3 separate regions of the Mus musculus genome follow, and regions 1 and 3 are each linked to region 2. A link is a contact called in public HiChIP or PLAC-seq and Micro-C data. All regions are on one chromosome and are shown on one strand. Each heading gives the region's core, a stretch centred on a gene start, on an enhancer-like site or on the middle of the called end of the contact. The rest is flanking DNA. Distances are from core to core; before and after follow the strand shown. Region 1 overlaps Sgk1 (serum/glucocorticoid regulated kinase 1). Region 2 has its middle 56 kb from the start of Gm5420. Region 3 overlaps Sgk1 (serum/glucocorticoid regulated kinase 1).

What was found. Hi-C and Micro-C count contacts between places; a contact is called where the count stands out from the background. HiChIP or PLAC-seq counts read pairs in DNA pulled down with a chosen protein or histone mark.
Region 1: a Micro-C map of embryonic stem cells shows a contact between it and region 2, with 2.3 times the contacts expected there. The contact joins two enhancer-like sites. A contact is called at or near these places in 2 of 484 Hi-C or Micro-C datasets (embryonic stem cells and nephron progenitors) and 3 of 115 datasets of contacts at active chromatin or transcription factors (cardiomyocytes, embryonic stem cells and trophoblast stem cells).
Region 3: an H3K27ac HiChIP or PLAC-seq map of embryonic stem cells shows a contact between it and region 2, with 14 read pairs. The contact joins two enhancer-like sites. A contact is called at or near these places in 4 of 484 Hi-C or Micro-C datasets (bone marrow-derived macrophages, embryonic stem cells, extraembryonic endoderm stem cells and 1 more), 5 of 115 datasets of contacts at active chromatin or transcription factors (embryonic stem cells, extraembryonic endoderm stem cells and trophoblast stem cells) and 2 of 9 other capture datasets (adipose tissue and liver).

Annotation. Positions count from the first base shown.
Region 1 is chr10:21,905,991-21,908,690 of GRCm38.p6, reverse strand. All of the region lies in intron 1 of Sgk1 (serum/glucocorticoid regulated kinase 1), which reads right to left. Among named protein-coding and RNA genes, the nearest start is that of Gm46215, 25 kb to the right of the region's middle. Within about 2 kb of position 1,415, at least 95 of the 459 cell types and tissues checked have an H3K27ac peak or open chromatin away from gene starts, as enhancers often do. A contact at or near this core is called in embryonic stem cells, where this site is marked.
Region 2 is chr10:21,745,651-21,748,350 of GRCm38.p6, reverse strand. No RefSeq gene overlaps it. Among named protein-coding and RNA genes, the nearest start is that of Gm5420, 56 kb to the right of the region's middle. Within about 2 kb of position 1,365, at least 27 of the 459 cell types and tissues checked have an H3K27ac peak or open chromatin away from gene starts, as enhancers often do. A contact at or near this core is called in embryonic stem cells, where this site is marked.
Region 3 is chr10:21,922,106-21,925,103 of GRCm38.p6, reverse strand. The region is part of intron 1 of Sgk1 (serum/glucocorticoid regulated kinase 1); the gene reads right to left. Among named protein-coding and RNA genes, the nearest start is that of Gm46215, 41 kb to the right of the region's middle. Within about 2 kb of position 1,418, at least 126 of the 459 cell types and tissues checked have an H3K27ac peak or open chromatin away from gene starts, as enhancers often do. A contact at or near this core is called in embryonic stem cells, where this site is marked.

The DNA.
Region 1 (2,700 bases), core at 166-2,665, 160 kb before region 2:
GTTGTCAGGTGACTATTTGCTAATCTGATTAACTGCTTTGAATGTGTCTCAAACCTTACATACCAACTGGTAAAAGTAGGCCACTTCAAATCCTGCTTGTCTGTAGTCCCATAGATCCCGTGTGGGTATGTATGCATATGCTGCACCAGTTAACTGCTTCTGAGCCTCTAACACCACGTCTGTTAGGTTGCTGTGCACAGTCAGACTTGCTGGTGATACTTGGTAGCATCCTTGGATGCTCTAGGTCAGTGATTCTCAACCTGTAGGTTGAGACCCATGGGGCTGCACATCAGATATTTACATTATAATTCATAACAGAAGCAGAACTATGAAATAGCAACGAAACAATGTTATGGTTGGGGGGAGGGGTAGAGGGTGGGTCACCACAACACCAGGAACTGCAGCATTAAGGAACTGCAGCATGTAGAAAGTTGAGAACTGCTGCTATAGCTATTTTCAAAGGCTGTATCTCCAAATACATTAATTATCAGGGAATGTGGAGATCATTTCCAAACACAGGAATCCGGGGAGATGCATTTGATCTACAACCTTCTGAGAATACTTTGGGAGGAATTTGGCCATAAGACATTCAGCTGAGCCCTCTGACAGGTCGTCAGCTTGGAGGCCAACAGGAACAGGCAGGGCTGGAGGAAGCAGTGACATGAGAAAGAAGTAGAGAGGAACCTGGAGAGAGAGCCATTAAAGCCACACCCTTTCCGAAGCAAAGCTTACAAGCAAAGCTTACAAGCACAGGTACTGTAAGTGGCAGAGAGGTGCTTCTAACATTCTGTGGTAAGGTCCCTCACACAAGAAGGAGTCATTGGAACAAGGGCTGAATAGGCCATGAGACAGCCACTAAACCAAGGGAAGACTGTCATAAGATGGGGTGTTAGGAAGTGCTAAGCATTTTTTTCTCCTACTGTAAAAGCTTCATGTCTTTGGCACTGTCCATAGGATCTAATTTTGTTTTAAAGATTTATCTATTTATTTTATGTATATGAGTACACTGTTGCTCTCTTCAGACTCAGTAGAAGAGGGCATCAGATCTCATTACAGATGGTTGTGAGCCACCATGCGGTTGCTGGGAATTGAACTCAGGACCTCTGGAAGAGCAGTCAGTGCTCTTAACTGCTGAGGCATCTCTCCAGCCCCCTAATTTTGTTTTATAAGCCATGCATGTACACACACATACACACACACACACACACACACACACACACACACACACACAGTAGTGTGCATATGGAAGTCAGAGGACACTTTGCTGGAGTCTATTCTCTCCTTTCACCATGAGGGGCTGAGAGATTAAACTCTGTCGTGGAAGTGACAAGCACTTTACCCTTCAGCCCTCTCTCTGGCTCTGTATTCAATACATCTAAGCCAACACTGGGAAGTTTCCATCAGTAAGGAAACCACAGTTTACTTCCTTACTCACAAACCCTTGTAGGTGCTAGGCAGAGCAGAGCGGCAGAGCCTGCAGTAACTACAAAGGCCCTTTGGATATCAGTTTCATTTCAACTTTAACCTCTGAGTTTTTCCACAGACCCCATGTGAAGCCACAAAGATCCTCTTGTCCTGCTGTGACTCTGCAGTCGGAGGTCTTGTTTTGGAAACAGACACCTGCCTGAGTCGAGTCTGAGGCAGCAGTGGCTGAGCCCGTTTGCCAGGCTACTCCACAGGTCCCATGCTCTCAGCCTTCCCAGCCCAGGGAGAAAACTATGTCTTAGTTTTACTGTGGAGTTCTGGCTGTGTCTTTTAGAAGGGGAAGTGGGGTTGGGGGGGGGGGAGCAGCCTGTTAAAATTGCAAAGTATGATTTTAGAAAACGTTCAGAAAATGTCAATGAATTTAAGCAGAACTCAGTCTTTACCGTGGACAAATGAATATTCCTTGAGGGGCTGTCTAGATAAATAATTGAACCCACGTTCACTACTGAGAAGTGCACAGTCTGGCGAGAAGTGTGCTTCCCATAGGGATAGCATGTGAAACTCAGAAATCATTTTATAGATTCTGCACTGAATAAAGGAAAAGGGAAAATGAAAATAATTAGCTGGGTTTTGTTTGTTTGTTTGTTTTGTTTTGTTTTTTGAGACAGGGTATCATTATGTTGCTCTGCTGTCCTAGAACTTGATACAGAGACCAGGCTGGCCTCAAATTCACAGAGATCTGCCTGCCTCTGCCAGCAGAAAACTGATTTCAATGATGTAATTGACTCAACTCAATATACCCCCAGATCTATACTCTCAAATATACTCCAGATAAAACTGCTAGCAGTATATTTTATGTTAATTTAAGGTTTTATTTTAGTTAGTTTAGAGTTTTGTACTATGTTGTGTCCGGCCAGCAGATCACAACATGGGTTTTAGCCTGGAAAGACATTTTGGAAACCTGGAAGAGAAGAGGGGCTAGGTGGCGAGATAAAGAAATGTAGCTAAGACAGTCATTCTGATCAAAGTTCAATTTTACTGTTCCGCACGCAATTATAAAGCAGGGGAAGGGGGCCCGATTCCCGCCAATTAGTCTTGGGGTCCAATAGCAGGGTGACCACATGCACGGCTCCAAACAGCAAAGCGGCAGGTTCCAGCAGTGGGCATGGTAGAACGATTGAGCAGGAAGCTCCACCCCTGAGCAAGCAGGTTTCAGGCTGGGGGAGGGGAGACTACATCTCCTCCCTTTTGTTAACAAAAAAAATAAAATAATAA
Region 2 (2,700 bases), core at 116-2,615:
AGGAAGCTTGGAGCTGTGTCCTGGTTAGCTTTAACTGTCAACTTGACACAGCCTAGAGTTGTAGGAGAGACTCATTTGAGGAACTGCATAGATGAGATTTGCCTGTGGACCTCTGTGGGGCATGTTCCACTTGTTAATCGATGGAGAAGGGTCCAGCCTACTGTGGGCAGCACCATCCCTAGGCAGGTGGAATACACGCTGTCTTTGAAGCCAGGTAACAAGGAGCATCCTCCACGGTGCCTGCTCTACTTTATAGGCTATGAAATGAGTTCCTGGGTTAGAGGTAACAAAGTGTGAATTGCAAGCAGGCCTGAGTTCAATTTCTTGCCTTGAGATCCTTCCATGATAAGCTATGGCATAGTAAACAAAGTCAACCCTTTCCTCCCCTAAGTGGTTTTGAGTAGGGTGCTGTTTTATCATAGCAACAGAAGTGAAAGTAGAAGATGTAGCTATGAAGTGTAATTTTTCATAGAGTAGATGTGGGACTTTGATTTCTAAAGCTATTCTGTGTTTTGTTTCTGCGATCTGTGAAAAGACAATAATCTGATGTGTATCCTCGCTTAGAAAGCACAGTTTATGTTCTTAGGAAAGAAATTACACGGTGCCTTTAGAGCCCGATTAACACCCACTGGGAGAGCATATTCGTGAGTCGTCACAGGCAGCATCTTACCTCAGGAGAGACTTGGTGTGTGTGTGTGTGTGTGTGTGTGTGTGTGTGTGTGTGTGTGTAGGGGAGGGAGAGAGAATGAAAGGAAGGGTACAGGCATGCAGAGAGAGAAGGAAAAAAAGGAGGAGGGGAGGAGGGGAGAGTGCAAAATGTCTGAATTATATAGGGAAGAGCCTCTGGGGAGATTTCAAGGGTGTTCATGAACTCCTAGGTGGGTTGAGAGGTTTTAATTTCTTGATGGGTATAGTAGTTGGGATTAGTTAGGACGCAAAGCCTCCCATGAGACACAACTCAAGAGAAACGGCCCATGTCCTGTCCTTTGCTAGATGCTGTCCAAACAGTCAAAGAGGCAGAATAATGACGTCAATCAGTGCGAGTTGCATGGGTGTGGGAGTGGGGCACAGATGGCTACATTAATGATGAGTCTGTAAGGACACGTCTTCTGTTGTTTGATTTCTCCTTTCAAGACTTTTTAGAAAAAGTTAAGAGTTACCTCGTTCTTATTCAGAGCACTTGACGACATCAAATATAGCTTTATCTCTGCCTTGTTTGTTTGCTGGAGAGGACTCTGGTAATTCAACTCAATGTCTAACACCTCAGCAGGAGAACCTGCTGTGGCAGCTGTTGCGATGTCTTCCCTCATCCTGCTCACGTCTGACATTTGCAAGGCAGGATCTGATTACAGCTAGCAACTTGAAATTAAGGGGACAGGGAAGAAAATACCAGGAGACGTGGAGTGAGCAAGGGGTGAGACAGGCTGCCGTGTGCTCCCATTTCAGTCTCCAAGAAGCAGGCTGGTGATCTGGATCCTGAGCCTCCCGCGGTGGCTTCAGATCTGCTCAGCTCAGCTCAGACTTCACACGGCGTCAACCCAGGGGTTCCTCTGAAGTGCCTAAAATCACAAGAGTACGTGAGTTCATTTACCAGAAGGTCTGAGAAGACAGAATGGGAGGAGCTAAGACATTATAATCTGCCATCGGAGAGCTCCACATACAAGTCACTGATCTATGCCCAGGATTCAACTCCATCAAAGTTTTCTCAAAAACTTAAAATTTGTTTCTACTTAGATGTACTTCTCCATCAGTTTTATGATCCATAACTAAATATTTAGCCATCATTTCTCCAGATAACCTGTGTAAATTTCGAGTTTCCCTTATGAAATCTTTAAGCCCAGGGGAAAAAAAACATAATACTAATCATACAAGAATACAGTAAGTATGTGCACAGATTGTCTTGTAACTCTCAAAGTGCGTTCACATAATACAATCACATTCCTGGGCCCAGCAGGGATGTCCAGCATCCAACCCTCCTCCTTTCTCCTGAAGTTTCTTTGTGCTAGTGATTGGTAAGCTGAGATTTTACATCCTTAGAGGTGATAAAAGTTAAATGAGAAACAGGAGGCTGTCTGTAGACGGAGATCAGACTCCAGGAAGGTTGCCTGCTGGGCCATTGTTCGTCTATCTCACCTTGGATAAGCACAGACAATGGCAGACCTCCCTTTACCGAAATGCATAGACTAATCCACACACCCAACTCCTATGGAGCTACTGTAAGGATCTAATCAGACAATAGGTGAGAAAATCTTGTCCAGCTGCCAAATGCAAAATAAATATTTTTAATATTTTTTTCTGCACTTCATCTTCTTTAACATTTCTGACCTTAACTTCAACAGAAGACTCCATCTACCAAAGAGTAGAAAAGACAGGTTTTTTGTTTTTTTTGTTTTTTTTTTATTCCTTAGAGCTTGCCCTAGTGGTCTCCTTTATCATCATCAAAACACAGAGGTTTGCATCTGGGAGCTATATACTTAAGTCTCAGTGGACTGGCAGCTGAGGTCAAGAGAAAACCAATATCCTATATGATCTTCACAAATATGGTTTTACTCTAATTTTATTTAATCGAATTAATTGATTGAATTTAATTAAGGGGGGGTTGAATCTAGAGTCTCATGAACGTCGGGTGAACACTCAACCACCGAGCTATATCACCAAACAATGTTTGGTATTTTTTGATAGCCAAGTCTGCGGGCAACC
Region 3 (2,998 bases), core at 169-2,668, 180 kb before region 2:
CTACGAACACTGAATTATAATTTTTTTTAATTAGGTATTTTCCTCATTTACATTTCCAATGCTATCCCAAAAGTCCCCCATACCCTCCCCCACTCCCCTACCCACCCACTCCCACTTTTTGGCCCTGGCGTACCCCTGTACTGGGGCATATAAAGTTTACATGACCAATGGGCCTATTTTTCCAGTGATGGGCTACTAGGCCATCTTTTGATACATATGCAGCTAGAGACAAGAGCTCCGGGGTACTGGTTAGTTCATAATGTTGTTCCACCTATAAGTTTGCAGATCCCTTTAGCTCCTTGGGTACTTTCTCTAGCTCCTCCATTGGGAGCCCTATGATCCATCCATTAGCTGACTATGAGCATCCACATCTGTGTTTGCTAGGCCCCGGCATAGTCTCACAAGAGACACTGAATTATAATTTGAGGTGTTAATATATAAGACAGGACATGAAGCAGGGTTCTTCCAGGGTTGAAGGCCCCTGTTTCCACCAACCTGAGGCCAGTGCTGGGCAGTAAAGGTGGAACTGTGGCTACAAGGTGTCACATGAGTGGGCGAGTCCCCAGGTCTGCATTTTGGGAGGGTGGAGGGTGGGGAAAGCCAGGCAGCGAACACGGAAGCTTGAGATGGAGAGCCAACCACAGCTGCCAGAAAAGCAAAAGAAAACAATGGCTGTTGCGGATTTATTTGGAAAGTGTGTGTCCTCGATGGCTGTTACGGATTTATTTGGGAATTGTATGTCCTCTATCTGCCCAGTGTTGATTCTTTGAATCCATTGCGCATCTTTCTCTGAAGCTAAGAGAAATCTACGATTTGCGCATGTGCCAAGAGCAGACGTGTCTGCTGTTTTAAATCAGTCTGCTGTGGGCACAGTGAGGATGGGTCTCGGACGCCAAGACTTTTGACAAATCAACCCATTCCAGACCTTAATGAGAATATGGTCGCCTCTCTGCAGAGAGTGTAGCTAGGGAAGGAAGTAATCTATTTGTTCAGGGGTATTAGAGAAAAACATCACAAAAGCGACATTTTCTAGCAGGAATGGAAACGGCTGCATGCTTTTTCTTGGTTTAGTCTTCACTCTGACTTCAGTATGTTCTCTCCTGTTCCTTGCTGACGATTTTCGATTTTCGCTAGCTTCGTAGCTATGGGGCCTTAATTAAGGACAGAGTTTATGGTATTTACTTTAGCCTCAGAAATCCCTGGAGAGTGGCTGGGGTGTGAGATGTGAATACAGTCATAGACTCCCTCTCCAGCCCTGCAGCCTGGGCAAGGTGCCCTTTAAAACTGCTGAGCTGAGAGCTTCTCCATCAGGCCCCTAGGGAATTCAAGCTACAGCCCGCCCCTTGCGCTCCTGGGGGCAGCGGGAGCTGAATTGCTTGGGTGGAGGGAGGGTTGTGAGTGGCTTTGGGAATCCTCAGAGACCAGCCACAATGGCTCTGAGCTGGAGACAGCTGCAAGACTCTTCGAGATGTGAATGGCCGGATACAGAAGCAGCCCTGGTTGTGTGGCCACCTGGGCCTCGTTTTTCTTCATGGCTGCGCCATGGTTGTGAAGAGCATTGTAAACAAACGCAGACTGGAGGATATGTCCGTCTAAAACAAAGCAAGAGTTCCGTAGACGGGAGCCTGGAGGGGTCTAGTTCCAAATTAAACCGGAGTTCGGAAGCAGCTATCTTGGGAGCCTGGAGTCAAAGCTTAAGACCATAGCTAGATTTCTGGGCAGTACCTAGGTAAAACACTAAGTGTAATTCTTTGCTAAATCTAGTCTGCCTTGGTTTTTATTAATTTATTTGAAGGGAGAAAAAAAAAAAGCTATCCAGAAACCACAGTCCCCTCGGAGAGCTGCCAGATACGATTAAGGAGATTGGCCAGCTTTTAGGGATTTTCCACTTGTGGTTCTTTTTCCTATTATGTAATAGTAAACAGATATTACTCTTCATATAAGATGGCTTAGTTGATAATGATATTATCAACTGATGCGGAAAATTGATAGCTAGTCGGCACTTCTGTGTGATCCCAGCCGGCAGAGCCTGTCTGGATTTCGGGAGGGAGAGTTGCCTCTTTCTCAAAAGCCATGGGAACCAGACATAGAGCAACTGTGATTTCAGAGAGGCACCATTCATCATGGAAAACCTACTGCTTATATACTGCCATTGTAACTTCCAATTCTCCCAAGTTGGGTAGTGCCTGAGAGCCCAGCCCTTCAGAGGTTAAGGCAGGAGGATTGGAAGGAGTGTAAGGACGCCCTGGCTGAGTGCCAGGGCAGCCTGGGCGACCCAGCAAGAGCTTGTATTAAACAAAACAAACCCAATCCAATACCTCAATCCCCAACAACAAAACAAAGCAAAGAATTAAAAATAAATACATTTTAAAAAAGCCTTTAAATCCTGATATAAACCAGTTTTCTAGTGAAAACATTCAAGCAATTATAAAAGGAAGACCCTGCTCACACCGCCACCCCCACCCCCACCACCAAGTACTTGCAGACTGGGTACCTGATGGCAGACAGGTTACAGGGAATATATGGCCTCTCACGTTGGTGCCCAGAGAGCTATTCCACAGTCTCCAAAACTCTGACAATGCAGTAACATGAACTTATTCTCCTTACCTCAGCTATAGCTGCCAATCACACAACTTTTTTTTTCCCTCTGAACATCTTTATTGTGTATATGAAACCACACGATTTGCTTTTTCTATTTCTTCTATGTCTGTGGACTGTGAGGATAAGATTCACTGCTTGGATTCTTTTAAGGCATAAGCAATATGGACTTACAAATCAAATAGCAAGCACTCTGTTGTTTTAAATGATAATTATGTTAGTTTATGGATGTCCACAAGCTTTGCTAAGATCCCCTATTGAGGTACGATATACACACATTTAGTTTCGTCCCTTATATAGCCTGTCCTGAAGAGGCACCCCGAGAAGACTGAGTGGCCTCTGGAATTCCCCAGCTTTCGGTGCCTTTGGGATTTCCCAGTCCCTTCCCATGCATCCTGTT